Regions from separate parts of the Mus musculus genome. Here region 1 is linked to region 2. Evidence: chromatin contacts called from public ChIA-PET data. All regions are on one chromosome and are shown on one strand. The core of a region is the stretch at or near the end of the contact, and the rest is flanking DNA. Distances in the headings are between cores, read along the strand shown. Region 1 holds the start of Ifi27 (interferon, alpha-inducible protein 27). Region 2 overlaps Unc79 (unc-79 homolog).

The links. ChIA-PET counts read pairs in DNA pulled down with a chosen protein or histone mark.
Region 1: an RNA polymerase II ChIA-PET map of memory CD8 T cells shows a contact between it and region 2, with 6 read pairs. The contact joins the promoter of Ifi27 here to the enhancer-like site in region 2. A contact is called at or near these places in 3 of 39 promoter capture datasets (the C10 cell line and pre-B cells), 1 of 15 datasets of contacts at CTCF or cohesin (large pre-B cells), 1 of 484 Hi-C or Micro-C datasets (pro-B cells), 6 of 115 datasets of contacts at active chromatin or transcription factors (effector CD8 T cells, embryonic stem cells, large pre-B cells and 2 more) and 1 of 9 other capture datasets (adipose tissue).

The regions. Positions count from the first base shown.
Region 1 is chr12:103,431,211-103,438,816 of GRCm38.p6, reverse strand. Ifi27 (interferon, alpha-inducible protein 27) reads right to left here and starts at 4,628. Exons shown (of 6, transcript NM_194067.2): 1 at 4,467-4,628; 2 at 3,244-3,395; 3 at 2,135-2,254; 4 at 1,112-1,141. The coding sequence starts at 3,361. It also overlaps a transcript of Ifi27l2a not described here.
Region 2 is chr12:103,137,288-103,145,007 of GRCm38.p6, reverse strand. It overlaps Unc79 (unc-79 homolog), which reads right to left. Exons shown (of 49, transcript NM_001081017.2): 36 at 3,124-3,236; 37 at 2,944-3,029; 38 at 2,248-2,421. Among named protein-coding and RNA genes, the nearest start is that of Prima1, 100 kb to the left of the region's middle. Within about 2 kb of position 2,382, at least 18 of the 459 cell types and tissues checked have an H3K27ac peak or open chromatin away from gene starts, as enhancers often do. A contact at or near this core is called in memory CD8 T cells, where this site is marked.

The sequences.
Region 1 (7,606 bases), core at 3,379-5,878, 290 kb before region 2:
ATGCTCTGATTACTGTAGCAAAGGAATTTTCTACTATGCTGTTACTAGTAGTACTTTCTCATGCCCAATTTTTGCATATTCTGTAATGTTCTATGCTTCAGTGTTTTTAGGATGCAATCACAATGGAAGGCAGGTAGAACTGCTTTGTATAAGTAGCCTCAATAAGCTACAGCACACTTCCTGCACATGGCTATGTGCTTTTATGGTTTTTGCCAATATAAGTTGCTCTGGGTATAGACCCCAACATAATAGGAAATCCACACAATATAAGTAGCCATTTGAAATAAGACTTCCACCTTGAGTCGGGGGTTATAAAAAGTTTTAAGTTCCCAAGACCTCCCGGAGAATTGACATCCTACTGACAGAAATATTCATGAACATGAGTAACTGACATCCTGGTTGGCAGACTACGACGTGAAAGTTAGGCAAGGCAAGTCCCCTACCACACTTGATTACCCATACCCAATGGGAAAGGGATAAATGTGCAAGAGAGACATGTTCCTAGGGAAGTCTCCTAACCCTCAATGCTGATTGGTAAAATAACTAGGCACAGATACTTGTGGATTTCAGGCTTGAGAGCTCTGTAGGATTATAGTTCCAGATAGCAGTTAGATCCTAAGTCTTGTCTGAGGCCTTGATCAATCAGACCTGGGGTGAATGCTCAACACACTAGCCTTCTCCGAGTAAGATCAGTGTTCATGTGGTATGTGAGACGACTCTCAGACCCCAACACACAGCAAACTCTAGTACATTCCAAGTGCTTTTTCCGTCCTAGAGCCCCCTTGGTAATTACTAAATGGGATAAACAGTTCCGTTTTATCTTTCAGGGTAAAAATTAGGAGCTCAAAGGAATTCAAATCATGCACCAGGTCACAAGGTGACTGCTCTCCCAGGAGGACAAGGGCACTGAGGGAGGTGTGGCCTCTCCTGCCTCTACACCACTACACTCCTTCTTTCTAGTTCCTTCTTTCAACCAGTTCCCTATTTCATCACCATGTTTGCCCCACTACCTCTGGGACAGCCAACTGGGACAAGATGGGGCATGTCTTGGCTCTGATGCTTACAGGGAGAGGTAGGAGGGAACCTGCACCCATTGCGTGAAGTCACTCACCTCCCCCAAGCACAGCCACAACAGCCTTGGCTAGAAAGAAAAAACAATCCTGTGAGAATGGTCTCTATCCCCCCCCCCCACCACCACCACCAAGCTCACAAGAAGGAATGAGCCCTGTGTGCCTATCCCTGAGAGAGACCCCAGGGCATAGCTCTGCCCTGAGCAGGTCCTGACAGCTTGCCTCTGGAGAACTCAAAACCCTTCAGGTAGATTTTGCTTTGTCCTTCCTTTCTCTGCCTTCTTGCTGCTTTGCCTGCTGCGGGGAAGGAAAATCTGAAGTCACTTTTCTTCTCCCTGCCCACCAAAGCAGGTTCCTCTACAGCAAAACAAAAAAACAGACAAAAGCAGAGGCTTGCCATACACGTTGGTAGTTGAGTGACTGCCCTGGCTTCTATGAAAAAAAGGAAAAAGACCAGTAGTCAAGTAGGTATACATAGAACACGTGTGTAGCCTCCCAGCACAGAGTACTGGCTCTAGAATTTAGGGCTGAGGGCCACTGACATAGGGATAAGCAATCATTGTGACAGGGTGCAGGGCACCAGGCAGGTAGTTGTGATGCTTTTGCAACTCAAAGACTACCCCCAGTGACACTTCTTCTCCAACAAGGCCACACCTTGTGACAAGCTTAAGGTCAATCATGGTGGGCTACATCCATAGTGCTCTCTGAGCTGGCCTGGGCTATAGAGTGAGCCTCCATTCCAAGAGGAGAGAGAGAGGGAGAGGGGGAGGGGAAGTAGAGAGGGGGAGGGGGAGTGGGAGAGAGAGATGTTACCCTCCTCTGAGGTCATTAGAAAAACTCAATGAACTAACCAATGTAATAGGCTAGCAATTAAGATGTGAATGCATGCAATAAAGTTCTATTCACTAACATTCTACTGATCTTAAGTTACCTCCTCTGATAAATTTCCTATCCCTCTGAATCCCTGATAAGCACAAAGGAATGAGAGAGGTGGCTTGTCATTGTTCTCCATGTAGACCTGGGTCCCAAGCAGGAGTGTGGGATGGACATGCAGGGCCAGTTACCTCCAATGGGGGAAGCAGCCAAGGTGGAGGCAGAGAACCCAGATAAAATGGTGCCAACCTTCAGTGCTCCAAGTGCAGATGTTGCAGAGCCCAGGGCACTCTGTGTTAACAGGATGAGCCCTGGAGGGTAAAATCACAGATCAGAGAGGGGTCAGAAATGTATCCCTCATGAAGGGACTCAAACCATCATGAAAAGACTGCTGTGGGGGGCTGAGAGTGTCTGCCCTGGGTGACAGAAAGAAAAAGAAGCTACACAAAGATTCTGTATAGATTTAGAAGGGCTGATTTTTTTTATCTTCTTCTAGGGTGGGTTTTTTTGTTTGTTTGGTTGGTTTGGTTAGTTCTTGGGTTTGTTTGTTTGTTCGTTTGCTTTTTTTTTTTTTTTTTTTTTTTTTTTGGTTTTTTTCTGAGACAGGGTTTCTCTGTGTAGCCCTGGCTGTCCTGGAACTCACTTTGTAGACCAGGCTGGCCTCGAACTCAGAAATCTGCCTGCCTCTGCCTCCCGAGTGCTGGGATTAAAGGTGTGCACCACCACTGCCCGGCTTAGGGTGGGTTTTTAAGAGCCTCATTTCTAAGTGTGAGAAAAGTAACGGGGTGCCCTAATGCTATCCATTGAGAATGTTATCCATTGCCCTCTTCAGTCAGGCAAATGATAAAGAAAATCTCCACAGCAGGCTGGAAATTGGGGGCTGAGAAAGAAGATTCGTGCAAGGGAATTAAATAAATAAAATCAGAGAGGCCTTCACAAGCTGGAGGAAGGAGCTAACTTTATTTAAGTCCATACCACGGCTTGTACAGCCAGCAGGACTGACAGTTCCACAAAAGATGAACCTTGTTGGTGAGTCAGTGAGAAGAGATGGGAGGACCCAGCTCCAGACCCCAGGGACCAAAGTTCCAGAGGACGACCCTGTGAAGCAGGTAGGTCTGAGTTTCTAGGGACTCAGACCCAGCCTCATTACACTAGTCTTGGCTCCCTCAGGTATTTTTCAGAGTCAAGACTATGTGGGATGTGAGACAGTGGGCAGCTCTGAGGTCAGGATGCTACATGCTCCATAGCTGTCCCCAGCCCCACCCCCCAGCCCACTCTCCATTCTTCCATGGGCACTCACCCTTCGAACCAGCTAGAATGGTGCCAGAGACTGCCCCTCCAGCTTTGACCATGGCTGCTGAAGATGTCATCTTGGAGACAATGGAAGCCACCAGTGTCCCTGTGCCCGAAAACGCCATGAGGACCAGTTAAGTTTCCAAACAGGAACCGAATCTATGGAGTGAATTGGAGTTTTGATGAGATTGGAGACCAAGAGCTGGATTCCACCAACGAACCTGCAAACACTGAATGGCTCCCGGCTGGAGAGAGAGGCTGCTCAGAATTGGTGGCCACACTGGGCTTGGCCCCAGCCCTAGGGTCTGAGATCCTGCTTCTTGTAGGGATTAAGGAGCCATTTTAGACAGTGCAAGTGATTCACTCCAGGCCAGAAGGCTCCATAGCAAAGACCTTAGGCACCAAACCAGCCTGGTCCAGCTGCTTACAAGTGGCAGGCTGACTACATTACTCTTAACCCTTATAGCTCACTTCACCAACCTCTAGCCTTCAGAGACTAATAGGGCCTGGGGTCCCTTCCTTCTTGGAACACACCCACTATTTGGTTTCAGACCCAAGGACAAGAGACTGAGGTGCATATTTGACATGTCAAAGCAGACCTGACCTCCAGGTTCCAGACCTGGCCTCCAGGTTCTCCCAGCATCCCTCAGTCCCTCCCTGGCATACCCTGGCCCAACCCTTGAACTGTCCAGCCCAAAGGCTGGGCTGCCATAAGCCCAGGCCTCTTCCCTAAATGGTCCAGACATGCTGGTGTCTAACTGTCTCTTCCTGGACTTCTGTTCTCTCTTGGTGCATGCACATGTCTCTGTCTCATCCTCCTATCACCATAATGAGGTCCCTGAACTTGGTCCTTGTGGCCAGTGATCTTGCCTGAGAGCAGCTTCCTGATAAATCTGCCTATATAGAATTAATCTGACTTGAATTATCTCATTGCGCCAGCTTAGGAAAAATAACCCATTACCTTTATAGATAGGTGCCTTTTCAAGAACTAGACGGCTTCTGAGAGAGCCTGTACATTGGCTTCCCTTCAGCCTCTGAGGACTTTTGCCTCCTAGGCCTAGGGGCATCTGAGTAGGGTCTCTGTTCTGGACCTACCCACTGAAGATTTCCTGAAGACCCCAACTGACATCCCCACCCCCACTACTACCAACAGCTGGATCTTGGATTCGTTTCTGGAAAACCCAGTTCATTTCAGAGTGGAAAACTCTACTGTGGTCAAAGAAGACATACCCAATGATGTAAATAAACTAGAGGATGAGATAGGTTTCAATTTCCTCTCCTCCCTCCAGGCCCGTCAAGTCCACTGTGCAGGAAGACACACCCAGTGACTGAAGACAGCTGCTGAAATAAGTTTCGATTTCCCCAGCTCTCTCCAGGCCCGACAAATCCACTCTAGTTGAAGATACACCCCGTGACTGAAGACAGCCAATAAGATAGGTTTCTATTTCCCCAGCTCTCTCCAGGCCCGACAAATCCACTCAGATTGAAGAAACACTCAGTGATGGAAGGCAGCCAATGAGAAAAATTTCCATTCCCACTGCTGTTTTGGCTGGGAAGAAAAATTCACTATTCTTTTACTGAGGGTTCTGAGTGTTAATCGGTTTACAAAGTATTGTAAAATATAACACGTTTGCCAGTGGGTTTTTTTCCTTCCAGTGACAGTGCTGTGGGAGAAACTTGAAGTAATAAAATTGAGGTTGTAAACATTTATTAATAATGTCACTTAGAAAATATTAAGTTGCACGAAGTCGAATTTAATATTAAATTACACAAACTGGAATGTCTCCAATATGAAAGGAATGAAAGTGAAATATCACTGGGTTTCTTATACACTGTAGAAAATAAAATTTTGTACCATGATTGAAGTTTAGGGTGGCTGAGAAGGTTTTTGCTGTTGTTCACCAAGAATGAACCCAAATCTGGCTCCGTTCCTGTAACAACGGGCAACAACCTTGACTCATAATCAGACCTTTGTTCCCTCCCCATATCAAAGAACAGGCTCTAAAGGGCAACTCAAGAGAGCACCTCAAGGTCACAGCCACCTTTAAGTCCTAGTCTGCCATCAAACCCCCTAACCTCTTATTAAGAAAGGCTGAATTCTGCATGCAGGCAAGATAGACCTGGGTTGCAAACATTCAAAAGGAACAACACTGGTGAAATTAAAAATAATTCCGGCAATACCTTTGCTGTATAAATCTCCCATCTGTCCAAGCTGCCTGACTTTCAGTCTCCTGTCTCTGGTTAAATATTCAAAGTGTACCCTGGGGCTGGGACTGAAAGAGACCGAAGGGTGACAGTTCCTGCCGAATGCTAAGCCTATGGTGTAAATAAGTTAGTAAAATCTTGTGTCCAGTTATCTTTGTACATTAGCCAGAGCCTATTATTGTCACTGTTACCACAACTACTAGTTGTAGGCCTAGTAGGAAGCCTTTTCCTTAAAAAAAATGTATATTTATTTTTACTCTTTTATGTGCATGAGTATCGTGTCTGGGTGTATATATCTGTGCACCACACTGTGCTTGGTGTTGGAAGAGGCGGTGAGAGCCATGGGCATCCTGTGCAACAAGAAGTGCTTTTGACTACTGAGCCAACTCTCCATCCCACCTTCTCTTTTCTAATCCTCAAGTGTGTGGATGTTTTTCTCACTGGGAAGGCATATAATTGCTATAACTACAGAATATTCAAAAAGTACAATAAAGGCAAAGAGCTTTGTCCGTCTCACTTCCACCCAATCAGAGGCAAGCATACATTCAATCAGGGGCAAGCGTACATCCACTCATGGGAAGCACACATCCAGACTTCTTTTCTGTCTATGTACTTCCTGCCTAACTTCAATCAAGCACGGCCTGTGCAGTTAGGGCAACCAGTATTGTTTACTGAAGTGAAAACACCAGTGGCTTGTTGTCTTCCATACATATCAACCCCAGACCTTCCAGGAAGTTGTCTGACCTTGGGCAAGTGGGGCTTATAAGATGACAGGATTATTTGATATCACATATAATATATAGTATATATCTCTAAAGCACAGTTCTTTAAACTTAAAACAGAACTTTAGCCCTTAGGAGGGTTATGTCAACAATAAATGTTGTAAAATTTGATAGAATAAGTGAATTTTAGCTAAGGCTAGCCTTACACTAAGCGTGCCTCTAAGGATGACCTTGAATCTTCTGCTTGGGAGAGTGCTGGATTATATGCATATATCACCATGCCTGGTTTCTTCCATAATGAGGACAAAATCCAAGGCTCTGTGTACACTAGGCAAGCATTCTACCATTGAGATGCATCCCCAACCTAGAAGAGTTTTTCTGTAGTATTATTTTGCTAATCATTAGATTATTTGGATTTGTGTCTTTCTCTCTCTCTCTCTCTCTCTCTCTCTCTCTCTCTCTCTCTCTCTCTCTCTTTCTCTCTTTATTTTTGGTTTGGTTTTGTCTTTTGTTTCTCTTCTGTACTGGGACTCACTGTGTAGACCAGACTGGTCTCTGAATCATAGAGATCCACCTGCCTCTGCCTCCTGAATGCTGAGATTAAAAGTGTGCATCACCATGCCTGGCCTGATGTATTTGATTGGACAGTTAGAAGGAGCAGTGGGCATGGTCATGTATCCCAGATATTCCAGTGCTTGTCAATGTGTAGCCTGAAGTTGTAGAGGTCAAGGGCAACCTGGCTTTAATCGCAGGGCCATATATCAGACAGCCAAAGGTTAGTGATGTGTCTTAGTGGTAGATTGCTTACCTTGCATGGACAGAGTTTGTATTAGTCAGGGTTCTCTAGAATCACAGAACTTATGGGTAGTCTCTATATAGTAAGGGAATTTGTTGGTGACTTACAGTCTGGAGTCCAACTCCCAACAGTGGTCAGCAGGGTCTGTGAATGGAAGTCCAAGGATCTAGCAGTTGCTCAGTCCCACAAGGCAAGCAGGTGAAGGAGAGAGAGAGAGAGAGTAAATCTTCCTTCTTCCACTGTCCTTATGTAGGTCTCCAGCAGAAGGTATGGTCCAGATTAAAAGTGTGTGCCACCATGCCTGGATCACGCTTTGTCCCAGATGACCTTGAACTCAGAGATGTCCATGTCTTAATCTTCTGGAATTCATAGCCACTATGCCTCAAGATCTCCATGCCAAGATCCAGGTCAGAAACTTGTATCTCCCAGCCTCCAGATTAGGATCACAGGTGAGCCTTCCAATTCTGGATTGTAGTTCACTCCAGATAGAGTCAAGTTGACAGCCAGGAATAGCCACTACAGGGTTCATCCTCAGCACTGGGAAGAAAGAGAGGAATTTTGTAAGGAGAGCACCAGAGTTTCATACGCCTCTCACTACAAAAGCCAATGAGTAGGGACAGGATTTCAATCTGTAAGCCACCTTTTAT
Region 2 (7,720 bases), core at 1,133-3,632:
CACACAGTACAGACTAAGCCAGAGGGAATCATCTTGGATCCCAGGACTTGCAGCTCGTCTGTCACCTGAAATTTGCATTTGTTCAAATGCAAATCCTCGGGCCAAACTCTGACCAGTCGTGGCCCTGTGTTTAGCAGGAGCTGCGGTGCACCCTGAAGTCCAAGATCCACTTCAATGAGACTTCTCAAAAGCAAACTGCAAGCTTTTCAGTGGAGAGTATTACTTTCCCAAGAGATTAAGGACAAAACGGAATCAGTTCTCAGATCTGACCTAGCAGGGAACGCTCTTACACAAATCCTGACGGCATTTTCTAAGTATCTTTTAAAAAGAACCTCGGCCTGTTCAATATGCCAATTGCCTTCAGAATTGGTGTGACATTTACTTACTTTAAAGCAGGAGCTGAAAACTAGCTGCTAATCAGGCCAAACTCTAGTGACTTAAAAGCCAGAAAATGTCATCTTAGTTGGGGGAAGATCTGTATGCTGAGGCCTGTTCCCACATAGCCACCATCAGCAGGAGAGGAGGGCAGTCCTCCATAGGTGCCATGCATTAACGCTGTCAAGGGGCTCCGTTCTCCGTAGTACCTTGCCTCTCACCACACCACTCAACTCATTAAGGGTGGAGTCCCTGCAGGCGCAGCTGATTGTCACAAATTAGGCATGCCAGTTGTTTACAGCAGCAGCACCCCCTGCTGGTCAGTATGGAGTTCAGCATCTTCATTATCGGGATAGGTGCTTCTGAATGGCTCGTGTGTGTGTGTGTGTGTGTGTGTGTGTGTGTGTGTGTGTGTGTGTGTGTGTGTGTGTGTGTGTGCACACATATGGATGTTTGAAATCTTTGGGAATCAGTCTTTCCATCCATTGTGGGGGACTTGGGAATTGAACTCAGATTGTCAGGCTTGGTGGCAAGCACCCTTACTCCCTGAGCTATCTAGCTAGCCCAGGACTAGTCCTCTTTGCTTGGATTTGCTCATCTACTTTAAGCTATGGATAAACAGGTAACCCAGAGAGTGGTGATACAGAAACCTGGGCTGCTCTCCACAGTCCCCTTGAACCCTAGCAACAGCACTCGGCAAGCTAAAGGCTCCGAATTACCAGCTCCTTATCAGCATCCTTATTAGCATCCACTGGTTCCACAACTGTGATTGCCACGGTTAGCTGACCTCTGCAACATCTTATACATATGAGGCATTTATTCCAGAAGTACCAACATGTGACTTCACTGGTCAGATGAACAAGTTATTCGACTTTGCTTTGTAGTAATTTTATCTGAGTTACATGAAGAAGTCACACAACTCTAGTGGAGACAAAGGGACAAAGAAGTGGCTCTGCCAAGGCTGGCTACCTCCTGGCCCCGGTCCTGGAGATACAAACGCTTGCGGCTTTCTTGGTTTACAGCAGTGTGCAGTCATACAGGAGCACTAGACTGGGAGTCAGGAGGCGTGAGTTCCAACCTTCTCCCCACCTCCATGGAGCAATTACAACTCACACCTCCTCTCTTACGGTACAACTCTTTATTTGATGACATACAGGAAGAATGTGTCTTATTGGTTTCTCCCGCTTTAATAAAACAAGTTCCTGCTTTTCTTTCTTTCCTTTTCTATTTTTTTTTTTTTTTTTTATTATCAGGCCCCTGACGACAATGACCCTTGAACTACAGATTAACCACTGAATATCATCTTGCTCTTTCCTGAACATTACTCAGAAAAACCGAAACAAAGCAAAGCAAAACAAAACAAAACACATGCCACTTTAAATAATTCTCTAAAGCTAACACTTTACCTACGTCTGGATTCCTTTTAGATAAGCTATTAATTTCCTTGCCTATTGGATATCCACTTGAGAAGAGCATTTCTGCAGAAAGCCCACCTAAGGACTGGGGATATAGTTCAGTAATAGGATGATTACCTAGCATGCACAGGAGGCTGAGTTCTAGCTCCCTCGCTGAAAATGAAACAAACACAAATTTTAAAAAGAAAGAAAGGAAAGAAACAAACCACAGTCGGTTGGCATTCAACTAAAAACCACGTGGTCACGGGGTACCTTCATTATCAGCAAGCAAAGTACCCACTCCATGCTGCCGACAGCAGAGTGGATGACCTAAATAACTCTCTCCTCTAGCTGACAGATTTCCCCTAGCTTCTTGGGCTCTATCAGATCACCTGACCGACCGTGCTTCGCATGTTGGTCTCTGTAAGCAGATGGGCAGAAAGTAATGGAAGCTAAAAAAAACTTGGGCTGAGCTCACCTTCAGAGGTAAAACACAAGGCAGCTTGGCAAAAAATGTCTGAAACTGGTTGCTGATTGTGGTCCAGAGACTACTAGGAGAATCCATGGGCAGAGCTTCCATGAACGTGGCAATGTTTTCCAAACAGCGTATCATAGCACCCCCTGCTGGTAAATTCTTTTTGTTATTTAGACCCTAAAAACACAAAAGCATAGGCAATCAACTGCTGAAACAGGACACGAATCATAAAGCTACCCAGAGAAGGTTTGCTTAGAAACCTTAAATATTTGCACTATAAACACGATGGGCTGCCTGCTACACAGGCTGACTGCTCTAACAGCCAGAAGGAATACAGAGGGAAACCAGCTACATTTAGTAAAACGGCAGGGGCAAAACTAATGATCTTTATGTCCTGAAGATAAAATGGGATCATGAATTAAGAACTCTCTAAGGATATAGAATGGGTCTGGATGGGTGCTAAGAAGGTAATGAACAACGCCTGCTGGAAAGACTCTTCCAAAGTAAAGATTGGAGCTGTTGATAATAGCAGCCGCTGCTTTCTTCCTAGCAACACCTGGGCATGGTGAAGCAGTCTGGGACTTCTCTATGTTAGATACAACACTTCACCGTGAAGCAGTCCAGGGGTGCCTCAGGGAGGGAGACAGATGTGGTACATAACTTTGCCTGGGACCTAGGGTACCTTTCACGCAAACCTACCTCCAAGAGCTGACTGAGGGCAGCAATTGAGCTCAGCTCGTTGAAGTCCATGAGAGATGTGGCTAAGGTCCTTAAAAAAGTCCCATCTATAAAGCAAATGATCAGATTTAGTAGGCTTTCTGGGGACTGGCCAGGCTTGTGGTGTCTGGGTCCTGGGGTGGGGGTGGGGGGATGAGTTACCTTTGATGGCACTCTGGAAGAGCTGAGGGAAGATGCCATTGGGGGCCAGCTGATGGAAGATGCAGCGCAGGAACTGCTTGGCCACACCTGCTGCATTGCCTGGAACCATCATGCTGCGTTCAAACAGAGAGGACAACACAAGCTATAGACCAACGAGCATGCATGCAATGATTTAGAGGTTAGGCTCTGAGCGCCACAGTTTTATCCACTATCTTTCTTGCTAGTTTCCCCCAGAGAGATGAAATTACCCATAGTCAAACCTAATACTTCATAACAATTTTTTTCAGACAGATCCATAAAGTGCCAAAGTGACAGCAGAATTATTCCAGGACTCTCCAAGTATAGCTGAGTATCCCAAAGCCAGTGACTTTCAAAGGCCACAAAGTCTAGAAGTGGATAAGAGTTATCAGCAAGAGCCTAGCAAGGCCAAGAGAGGGTTGCCCTGAGGGAATGCAGTGAGAATATCCTCACTTCTTTTGGGAGATCCGCCATGTTTTCTTGGAGCATCTGAGCTGGCACTTGTAACAAAAAGTACCTGAGGGTTTTACATGGCTCTGTCTCTTAGACAAAAGCAGCAGAGAGAATAATTCCTGAGGTGGTTGGGTAGGGGAGTAGGTTACCAGAAGGAAGAAATCAAAGGTCCCAAGTGGATGAAGGGCAAGAAGCTCTCCTAAGCTAGGTACATCAGCCTCTGCCTCATCATGCCAAGTCCACCTTGGAACATTGGTTCAAAGGTCAAAGGCGGCCTCCAGGGAAAACAGAGCCCTAAACTTATGACTGACATAAATAAACAGAACAAGGGAAACTTTTGGCTATTTGTTTCATGAGGCCCCCATAGCCCTAAAACTAACATCAGATAAATCTGAATAAATAAATAAATAAACAAACAAACAAACACAAAGGAACAGGAAGAGAAAAACACAGCACAGTATTCCTCTGGACACTGGATCCAACTATAGATGACAAGGATAATATATCATGATCACATAGGGTTTATCCATAGAATGCCAGAATAACGTCACAATCAACATAGGGGCTGGGGAAACGGCCAGGAGAAGGACCAGAGTTCAGATCCTCCATGTGGGCACAGTGAACCACCTAGAGCTTGAGCCTCGGAGGATGGAGCTCCAGGATGCTCTGCGTGAGCAAGCTTCCTACCCAGACTAGCAGCATAGCAAGGTCTGAGGCTTGGTGGAGAGACCCTGCCTCAAAGTATGAGGCAGGAGGATGACCAAGGAGGACTCCTGATGTCAACTGTGGGCCTCCACACGCCAATGCGCACAGCTACAGACATGCACACTCACATACATGTGAACCATCACGTCACATATATACACATTTGCTAACACAAAAAAAGAAGAGAAAAAATCAATCAATGTGATTCAACATATTAAAATAAAAACACATGAGTTTTAAATTACTCAACATATTGGAAATAGAAGAAAACAGTTTGTTTTTTAAAAAAAGTGTCTGTGAAAACAAAAACAAAACACAACAAAAAAAATCCCTGGCTAACACATAACCAGAATGAGATTGTGAAGGCAGGAAACAAAACAGGAACGGCCATTTCCACATCCCTTATTGTACTGGTGGCTCTACCTACTATGATAAAGTAACAAAACCCCCAAAATATCAGAAAGGAGGATAGTAAAACATATTTTGGTAGGTAATATAATGTTTTCCAAACAAAATAAAACCGTAAAAAGTCTATAAAGTCTAGAAGTCTAGGAAACTTCTAGAACTTATGTGTGAATTAAGCTAGGATACAACACTAATCCAGAAAAATCTTTATCCACCAGGAAAAAAATTGAAAATTATTTCCTTTAAAATTCAATTTATGCCAGGCAGTGGTGGCACATGTCTTTAATCCCAGCACTCGAGAGGCAGAGGCAGGCAGATTTCTGAGTTTGAGGCCCACCTGGTCTACAGAGTGAGTTCTAGGACAGCCAGGGCTATACAGAGAAGCCCTGTCTCAAAAACCAGGAAAAAAAATTCAATTTACATTATTTCTAACATGTATAAAATTCTTAGGGGTCAATCTAACAAGATTTAACAAAAGATTTACAAAATTTAAAGTTTAAAGTTTAAACAGAAGATTTACAAAATTCCAAAATGTAAAATTTTAACCAAAGTTGTACAAGACCACTACTGAACATGGCTCCGGGGCTGGGTTGATGGTTCAGCCTGGACAACACTTGCCTTACAAGTTCCAGGATCTGAGTTTGAACCGAGAATCCTCATAACCGGGAAAGGCATTGGTACTGTACACTGGGAATCCTAGCACTGGGGAGGTGAAGATGGGGCTCACAGAGGCTCACTGACCAGCCAGTCGAGCCTAACTGGAGCCTCTAGACCAATGAGAGGCTTTGTCTCACAGGAGCTAGATGGCATTCCTAAGGATGACACCCTCCATATATGTGGGCACACATTTCAAAATCATAGCTGAGAGAAACTTAAAACTTAATGAGAGGGATATATATATATATATATATATATATATATATATATATATATATATATCAGTTATTCCCAAATTAATATACACTGTCAACTCCAATAACCATTTTGCCTAAAGAAGGAGAAGCTTGGACACAGTGTAGAACTGATGCCTGTTATAGCAACAGTGAGAAGACAGAGAAAGGAGAATCCCCACTAGGTTGAGGACAGCCAGGGCTCAAAGCAAGATACTTTCTCGAAAAGGCAGAACAGAAAGAAAGGAGAAGCTAATTTGGAAATTTAACGAATTTACATAGCTAAACAAATCTTTAGAAAAAGAGAAAAAGGAAGGAAGGAAGGAAGGAAGGAAGGAAGGAAGGAAGGAAGGGAGGGAGGGAAGGGAAGGGAGGGAGGGAGGGAGGGAGGAAGGAAGGAAGGAAGGAAGTAAGTAAGGAAGGGAAGAAGGAAGGAAGAATACCCTGGCTACTTGATGCCAAGCCTCACCACTGTAATCCAGACCATGGGGCACCGGATCAGTGGTTCTCAACCTGCAGGTCATGACCCCTTTGGGGGTTGCATATCAAATATCCTGTGCATGAGATATTTACATTACAATTCCCAGCAGTAGCAAAATGACAGTTAGGAGGTAGCAACAAAATAATTCTGTGGTTGGGGAATCATCGCACATGAAGAACATCATTAAAGGGTCAAAACCTTAGGAAGGTTGAGAACCACCACACTAGACGAAGGATCAGTGTAGAGCCCAAAGGAACCAGATGGATACACGCCACCATCTACATGGATACACGCTACACTGCTATATAGGGAATTTGGAGTTTAACACACATCACAGTGGACCAACGAGGGGAGGAGTCTTTAAAACAAGAAGGTGCTTACATAGCTGGATATTTTATATGAATATAGAGAATGTCTCTACCCCTACCCAACACTGTATAAAAGGTAATTTTGATGGATTATGTAAGAGATAAATCTAAATGCTAAAGTTATGAAACGTTTGGAAGAAAATAACAGAAAGCACACCCTAACAGAAAGCAGAGAATAGACACGACTTGGAAGCAGGCAAGACAAGGTTTTCTCAGCTAAACAATAAAAATCCATAATTGCATACACTTTAAAGCATGGATAAGTTAAAGTTCATCTAAATAAAAACCTTGTTGGCAAATTATAGCATTGGGAAAATGAATGAGCCCAGCCTAGGTAAAGATAGTCTTAAAAATATTTATATAAAGAAGTCTGACAACTCCAGAGTAAAAAGAAAACAGCCCAATTTAAAAGATGGAAAAGATCATTTAAGTGAACACTTCAGGCAGGATATATAAAACAGTTAATGAACATTTGAAAAAAATGTCATCAGGATGATGCAAATTAAGGCTACAAAGAGATGGCCACCATATAGCCACTCCATCTGCTCCAGTTGAAAATACGAACAACACCCAAATCTGGCAAGGATGTGGAGCAGCCTCAAGTCTCACTGATGATGGGACTGTAAAATAGTATCCCACACAGGATAAATAGCATAGCCTTTATCTAATATTTCCTTCATTTAGTGTCGGGCAGTGATGGCACACACCTTTAATCCCAGCACTTGGGAGGCAGAGACAGGCAGATTTCTGAGTTCAAGGCCAGCCTGGTTTACAGACTGAGTTCCAGGACAGCCAGGGCTACACAGACAAACCATGTCTCAAAACAAAACAAAACAAAACAAAACAAAAACAAAACAAAAAACCTTACAAGCAATATTTTCTTCATTTTTACTTATGCGTCTATGTGTGGGTATAAACACACATGTTCAGTGCCCTCAGAGCATCGGTTCCTTTAGAACTGCAGTCACAGGCAGTTATGAGCTGCCATGGGAGCTGGGAACCAAAGTTAGGTCGCCTGCAAGAACCATTAAGTGCTGAGCTAGGCCCTAGAACAAATACTTTTATACAACCATATTTATGTAAGAGAAGTTCTGATTTCTTATTTTAAAAAAAATCAAGCACACATATATTTTGTGGCCCAATGATTCCATTTCCAAGAGAAAGAAAGCATCTATTTACAAAGGGCCTTGTCTAAGAATGTTCATAGCTGCAAAGGAATCGCACTGAACTAGAAATGACCCTGATACTCTTTAGTAGAAACCTGAATTAACCATGTG